Linked DNA regions of Bicyclus anynana: region 1 is linked to region 2. A link is a contact called in public Hi-C data. All regions are on one chromosome and are shown on one strand. Each heading gives the region's core, a stretch centred on a gene start, on an enhancer-like site or on the middle of the called end of the contact. The rest is flanking DNA. Distances are from core to core; before and after follow the strand shown.

What was found. A called contact is a pair of places that touch in the nucleus more often than the background predicts.
Region 1: a contact with region 2 is called in a Hi-C map of whole larva, with 2.5 times the contacts expected there. The contact joins the promoter of LOC112047697 here to the enhancer-like site in region 2. A contact is called at or near these places in 2 of 2 Hi-C or Micro-C datasets (whole body and whole larva).

Annotation. Positions count from the first base shown.
Region 1 is chr12:17,278,156-17,281,961 of ilBicAnyn1.1, reverse strand. LOC112047697 (protein GDAP2 homolog) reads right to left here and starts at 2,534. Exons shown (of 12, transcript XM_052884827.1): 1 at 2,429-2,534. The coding sequence starts at 2,441.
Region 2 is chr12:17,241,684-17,245,802 of ilBicAnyn1.1, reverse strand. No RefSeq gene overlaps it. Among protein-coding and RNA genes, the nearest start is that of LOC128198556, 35 kb to the right of the region's middle. Within about 2 kb of position 2,217, at least 8 of the 8 cell types and tissues checked have open chromatin away from gene starts, as enhancers often do.

The DNA.
Region 1 (3,806 bases), core at 1,285-3,784, 36 kb before region 2:
TGCTTTGCGAATTCACTGACAGACACGACATTTCAATAGCGCTTTTATAGAAGCCTTGAATTAAAAATGCACCTATTCACGTTCAAAGTAAACAATTTTCTATGTAGTGAGAAATGACCTTAGATTTTAAACGTTATTTAAATTTAAACTACGAATAACTGCTAAAAAAATTAAACCGTACGTTCCTTGTGGCGCAAGTTCAGTTTCGCTTTACAAAAATCCGCCACTAACCTTAATGAATTATTAAATAAGGTCGTACCTATATGTTTACTAAACCATTAGAACTCGCCCGGGGAGGACGCAAGGTGTGAATAATTTATTCAAAAAATCTACACGATAAACTACAATTACAATACAATTATTCACACAATATAAGAATTATAATAAATTATAATTTAATTTTTGCATATATTTGTTTTATTTTAGTGTACTAAAGCGTTTTATTATTATTATTATGCATTTATACATATATACATATTATACCTACTGGTAAAAAACCATCGCATGGATTTATGGAAATCCGGACAATTGAATTAAGTATATTTTATCTCTCATTTATTTGTTAACACTTATTTTCTTCCTTCCTCTAATATAATATAGATTATGATTTTAACCTCTTTCTTAATCTACATTATATAAGAGGGATAAGAAACACACAGTACGTGTTTCTTATCCCTCTAATATATTATTTTTTTTTTTCAATAGAAATAAATGACAAAGAACGAACAGAGACAAAATGTAAGCCGATTGAACGTCGGTGGAATAAAGCAGAACTGGCACTGAAATAACTCGAAGGTCACCGTTCGTAGAGGACGCCTGTTACGGCATCATACCCGACATTTTACTGTCCCGCGAAAATGGTACGCATTATTTGGTATCGACTGTTGTGTTATACAACAACTTTGCAAATACTGCAGAGCTTTGTGCCTTCAACAAGAAAAGTATTTGTGAGAGCGCGCCACCACACACTCCACATTCCTCATCCATTTCCCTGTCGTCGGACCATTTGGCTGGAGGGCGGTCTCCACTGCAGAACACGTCTGCCCCAACGGACATCTATTCTGCGACAAAATATGGCCCGCCCACTGCCACTTCAGTTTGCTAATCCTTTGGGCTACGTCGATTAATACAAAAACATTACTATAACGAGACTCTACCAAACCAAATACTTGTACAGTTTTTTATTCTGGTACGAAACAACCGTCGACAAAATGTTGACTAAGAGGCAAATACACATGGTAAAGTAGTAGCGTCCTTGAGCTACTAAAGTTTTAGTCCTCTCTCTCAGAACAGTAGGAAAGTTAAAATTTAGTCGTGTTGGTTGTTAGGTTTTATTTTATACGACGAGATAATCCTCGACTGCGGAGCATCTGATGCTCAGTGACAATGTTAAGATATGTTGTTTTGTCGAGCTCTCGGAAAAGTAGAATTGAATTCAAACTTTGGGTGAAAATTATTTTAATTAATTTTATTATAGGTTTATTTCCAAGTTTCACAACTGTGATTTGATCCTACCACCCACCTGTCCACCCTAATGATCACTGTCGCCAACATGAAAGTTCACTATACTTGAAAGAGGTAGTTTACCGCGATTTTAATATTATTTATGGTTTTATGGCAATGGTGATATCTATCTTTGCTATGTTACTATTCCTTTATAATTTTTCAATTGAGTCACTTGCCATCTTATCACTGCGAGGACCATTGTCACTTAACATAAAGGTTACTTGGTGAACAAACCTCGGGCTCGGGCTACTGAGAATTTAAGTTCTTTGTGACGTAACGTAATTGAGTTGTCACTTGTCAGGTCTTAACCAATGACGTAACCGCGTAATGACGAAGTGACGTTGATTTTTAATAATCCAAATAAGATAAATATTTCAAGCTACGTTCCTATCAGGAAATCAAAACTTCGATATTTTTATATCTTGTTTCGTCAACGATATTAGGTTGCATTATTTTAAAGGTCAATTCAAATCGATAAGTATAATTCAAGATCTCTAAAAATGTATACTCTTTACAAATTCCTGTTGTGTTATATATATAGTCGGCTTATATTTATTAATACTTAAGTTACATAATTTTAAAGCTCTCAGCATTATTACTTATCCTCTATACTAAAGTAAATAATCTCACACCTACTTGCGTATTTGTTGGTGCTTTAACCCCGCCAACTCACATTCGCGCAACGTGAAGGGTCAAAGTTCTACATTCTTATTGCTCTATGACTAGTGGGTGGGACATCATTTAAACTTATTTAATAGAAATGAATGATAAAAATTTAGTAATTATAATCTATTTAAGTACTTGTATTGTATTGATACATTTGACTGATAGTTATGTAACAATAGAATTACATAAATTCTAAATAACATTTACTAGAATATTAACATCTACATTGCATGCTTGTACAAATGGTAAATCGTACCTATAACAGTCATTACGAAATGGCACAAGCTCGCACTGGGTTAAACTTTTGTCAAATTACAACGCTCCGCAAGTTACGTCCACCGCGGGCGGCGGGCGCGGAACAAGTGACCTCGGGCGGGTGGCGCGCCCCCGCTGACGCGGCGGGCGGGGGTGGGGGATGAAGGCCGTGACGTCACGCGGTCGACGAACCCCGGAAGTGGGTCATGGGACCGCGCTGGTCGATCTGCAGCCCACCGTAATAAAGAGCATCCGACCCATTGCGAGATTCAGATAGTACGGAGCTTTACGAGATTCGTTGTATAGCATACATGCTCTGTGTTCTGCCAGTACGTAGCGTACCCTCTGATCTCTTTTATTTAAAGTGGTATATTATGTATCCAAGTATATACCTACCTTACCTTGTACCTTGGTACCTTGGATTTTATTGACTGTATTCAGTGAAGGCCACACCGCGATTCCCAACGGACATTGCAAATGTAGATTGAAGGCTTATATACGGCTTCGCTTAAACACTTTTCCCTTTGTTCCAACTATCGGATAAATGTACGTTCAAGAATTTCAAAAATGTTACCTAAGGTTAAACAGAGTATACCTACCTACTTTCATGCTTTCATGAAAAGTATACTCTGTAATTTTTCAAGTTAAATTCACGGGAATTGGTAAAAAAACTTTAAAATGTGAAATATGATAAGTAATCTTGCAGATGAAGTCGCGGGCATTCCATTTAGGATATACTGTATACATTTATGGTAAAACGCCCCAATTCAACAAATCGTTCTAGGAGTTAAACGCTTTCTAAGCTTACCACCTCCCGGCTGCGACAGTCGAGCACACGGTACCGCGTCGCAAGTTATCACCGGGTTTCACTATGATGTGTATAAAAGTTTTTGCAGCTGTCTAACATCCGTGAATTTCCGCATGAGTTATGTTTAATGGTTATGCTAAGTGTTAGCACTCGACACTCGTCGATGCAACCGTCATCGTCATGTAACTGGTCAGTCACCACGCGCCAGTGGCAATGAACAAGAAACAACTCGTACACGGCATGCTAGGAAATAAGTCCGACAAAGTCCTGCCCTGTGTTCATCAATCTGAGACGTAATAAATGTAGTTACACACCGGCAACATCTCTTCAGAGTAGAAGACAACTTTAATGCTTGGCGGCAAAATTAACATAGTAGAAAGGAGAGGCATGGCTGATATGACAATATCCCAAGTATTCTGACATAAAACAATAAGTTTAATCCTTACATACAATCGCGTGACCTCACCGGCACCATGCGCACGCGCACGCAAACACAACAATGAAGCCATCGTCGTAAATGTTACGACAATGGATAATCCGTACACAATGGGGAACAAGATCATCTGTTTGT
Region 2 (4,119 bases), core at 968-3,467:
CAGATATGCATGAATATCTTGAAACAACAGTCAAGGAAGAAATAATTAAAAACACCATAAAACACAAAGCAGACAGTTAGATGACACAAACAGTCTTGCCAAATTTCTAATAACGCCTGGCAACACCAAAAGGCTAAAGCAATCCACTGTGTAAGAGTTTTGTGGTGGACCTATGTATGACCATAACATGAAGAGCCGTTTAATGTACTTGCGACCTACAATCTAAAACACCTTTTTCTATCAAAAAATCTGTTTATAGTCGAGCGACTGTTCACTGATTGATTAAAACTAAACAAAAAAAAAAGATTTCTTAAAACATTCAAGTCAAATAAGTTTGTTGGCCGTCATATATTTATATTATCATAGTTACAGTTAAACTAGTGCAAGATATGAGAAAGGTTATTTTTGATGTAATCATAGAGGTTTTAGTTGAGTGCATACAGTGAGTGTGAGTCGGCCTGTGGGCTGTGGTGGTAACTTACAACTTACAGTTCAGCAGTCACTATACATATTGTTCACATTACTAGAAGTAATAAAACTTTACCTGAGTGGTAATTACAGACACATTAGCGGTTTTAGCAGTAACGGTACATTAATGCAAAATTATAGCTAATATGATTAGGTACATAATTATAATTAGCTAATTTTATGGAATTTTGATGCCACTGGAAACCAAATTCAGGACTACTTGCCTGCGTGGCTGGCTATACCGCTATACCATAAACCCATAATTTTCCCGGTTTCAAGTTTTCTGGCAGAAATCAACAGCACAACTGTCAAATTTCTTTTTTAAAGCAAAACCGGTTTAACTTAAAAACAGCATCAATAACTTCCGAAGTGTCTCCAGTCGATAGGTATCCTAATATCAGCTTGACATTGGCCTTCCTTCCAACACAATCAATACAGAACGTAACATACAACTTAACAAAAACATAACATATACTCACGGCAAAGAGAAGAATGGAGAAGGAAAACAGGAGCTTACACTAGCACTGAGGTAATTTTGGTTATTTTGATGCACTTTTTTCTGTTTATAGTAATTGAAAAACAGTTAAAAACACAAAGTACGAACGATCACTCGCTGGCGAGTTGCGGGCTGCGGCCGCCTCGCTGAGACGTTCATTTGACAATGACATTGATAGTTGACATTTGACACTGACAGCAATGGAAAGACTGTCAAAACTAAAATGTCTGAATGACTTCACGGTTACATTTTAAGAACAGATTATGAAATAGTAAAGAGAAATATATTTTTATTTTACAATAATGTTTATGCCTGTTTATACAAAATATATTTATTGAAGATAACGTGAACATTCTGAACTATAAAATACACCATGTAGACAGCGCCATCTAGTTGTGACAAGGATAATCCAGATGAAGGTTACGTAAGTTGTAAACTTTAAGGAATTCTGTGACTTCTGACATAGTTTACTATGTAACCGTAAGATGGTGCTAAATATTAAAAAATAAATTGAAATGGTGTTCATAAATTCAACATAATATTAATGTAATAAATTTCCATAAATTATGTTTTCAATATGACCAATATTCCCATTCTCCTCCAACTAGTCGGAAAAGACTGTGATATGAGTGGCTACGACAATAGTCCAGCGGGCGGGATCGAACCACAGATCACTATGGATCGAACCACAACCACTCGGTGAGGAGAGCCCTTTTACCATTATTGACGATTAGAGTTTAGATAAATCGGAACTTTTGGTTGATAATTCGATATTTCAAAATAATATTTATATAAAATAACCAGGAGTGGAGATTTCTCAATGAGATTCCTTCATTGAATTTTTATTCTACTGCAAGTTATAAAAAATATACCTAGGTATATTGATAATTAAACTTGCCGTCAGTTCGTTGATGACACTCCCATTATATGCGGGCGACGGCGGGAAAGACTGCGCGGGTTTGAAATCGTGCGTGGATGTGAGGTGCATCAGTCGTGGGATTTTCATTCATGGCTACACGCCTCCCGGCCCGCGCGGACCATCGGCAGTGACACGAACGAAGTTGCCAAGCTATAAGCTCCAAGTTGCTGACCTTTATAGATTTATGTTAATGATCATGTTATCAATCAAAAATAAAAACCAAAATGTTATTTTATTGTAACGGGTTTCATGGTGACATTAGTGAAAACATACACGTCGAATCTGTTACAGAAGGCGTCGTACTGGTCGTACGCCATCTTGGCGCCGAGGAACGAGACGGCGAACAGGCTCACGAGCAGCAGCGCGCACAGCGCGGGGCAGAGCGCCGCCCCCCGCCGGCGCCCGCGCCGCGAGCGCGCCGAGCCGTGCTCGGAGTCCGACTCGGTGAGCGACGACTTCTTGCTCATTGCTTACTGGACATACACATATTTATATTGTAGGTACACATGCATAAAGTGATGTTAATAGTGTGATCTGTGGCTGTAAGTCTTGCAAAAATATTGTGACTTGTTAACATCATTTTTCGACTTAGGAATCCGATTGTGAAGTTTCAAAAACTAACTTTTGTAAGAGTCAAGTGTTTCCCTCCTCTGCCAGCTTATCGATAGATGTATCACAATTGGAGTAGGTATAGACGTACACATACATGCATACATAACACAGGTTATCACTGCAAAGTGGAGAAAAAAATAAAACAAAACTTTCCGGGGAATCAGTCACCTTTTGAAGTCGGATAAATTTGAAACCGTTGTATTGTAGCCGCAGAACCCTGTGCGAGATCCGAGTCCGACACACACTTGGCTGGGTTTTATTCTAACGCTTAGGCACCTACCGAAGATTCTCAAGTGTAATTCAGTCATAATTACCTGTCAGTACTATTATTTAATTTGCCGAAGGTAATACTGACCTCATACCTAACAAAATCAAGAGTTCGCTCTCCACTGCGGCCAAACTAGTTCTTCAAAGTGTATTTAAAGCTAAATAAAAAGTAATAAAATATCCTGTTTTGTATTATTAATTATCAATTGATAAGTTGACGCTAAAATGACACACGAATTGACACAAAAAACATGTAAAAAGTAGGAAAGTAGGTATAAATTCATGGAGTCTTAATAGATATCTAATAATAATCAATAAATTATTATCATTGTACCCCTAAAATGCCTAATATTTTGTACATTTTATCAGGTTTTATCTTTATAAGAATTTCCAAAACTTCTGAAATTTAGTCATTTCCATGTATTCTTTCTACATCTATTAAGTACTTATATAAAATTTCCATGGCTTGATCGATTCTTATGAATTTTTTTATGAATATTCAGTACGTCTGAGAATCAGCAATTATCTATTTTGAAACCCCTAAGTAAAAAGGGGTGTCCAGGGTCCACCCCAAAAATTATAATGAAAAGGCAAAACAGTATTGGGTGGGATAGCTTCGGTAGTTAGGGGTAGGGCATGTTAAGTTTAGGGTGGGAGTAGAATAGGATAGGGGTAGGAAATGAGATAAAGCGAAGCTAGTTTATTATACAAAGCACCTCAACTATTTGGGAACGCACCGAATGCACTTTCAGCTGGCAGATTTTAAGTCACAACATAAAATACCAATGATGTGCTTACATTTAATATTTGTCTATTGTCTATGTGAAATTCAGTGCTAAGCTACACAAACTTTTAATATTGCCTAAGTTTAATTATAGAAATGAGAATAATAATTCTTAGTTATAATAGTGTTTGCCAGCGTTACGCTAGGTCTGTTTGTTACCGTCTTGTATTTGATGACTGTGGTCGATCCAGGGCTGACGAAGCTATCAGGCAGAATATACTCGCACGATATGGATACAATTGATGGTATTTTAGTAAGTATACCTATCTACTTGAACTAGCTGACGCTTTATAACGGTTTGATAAAACGAATGTCATTAAACAAAGTCCTATCACTGAAGCTTTTAAGAAGAGCACTAAGGAGCAGCAGACAACTTGTTCTTGTCCCTGCTTCTCCCGACTACCGCAGAACAGCGAGACGCCGTAACAGTGCCATCCCTACGTAGCAGGGGCGTAGCTACCGCCGTATCAATGATACGGGGCAACGCCGTAGGTACACTGTAACGTCGTTGATACGGGGCCCCAGGACTGCTGGTGCCTCTTACGTGCGAAAGCAAAAATTAGTAAAATGTAA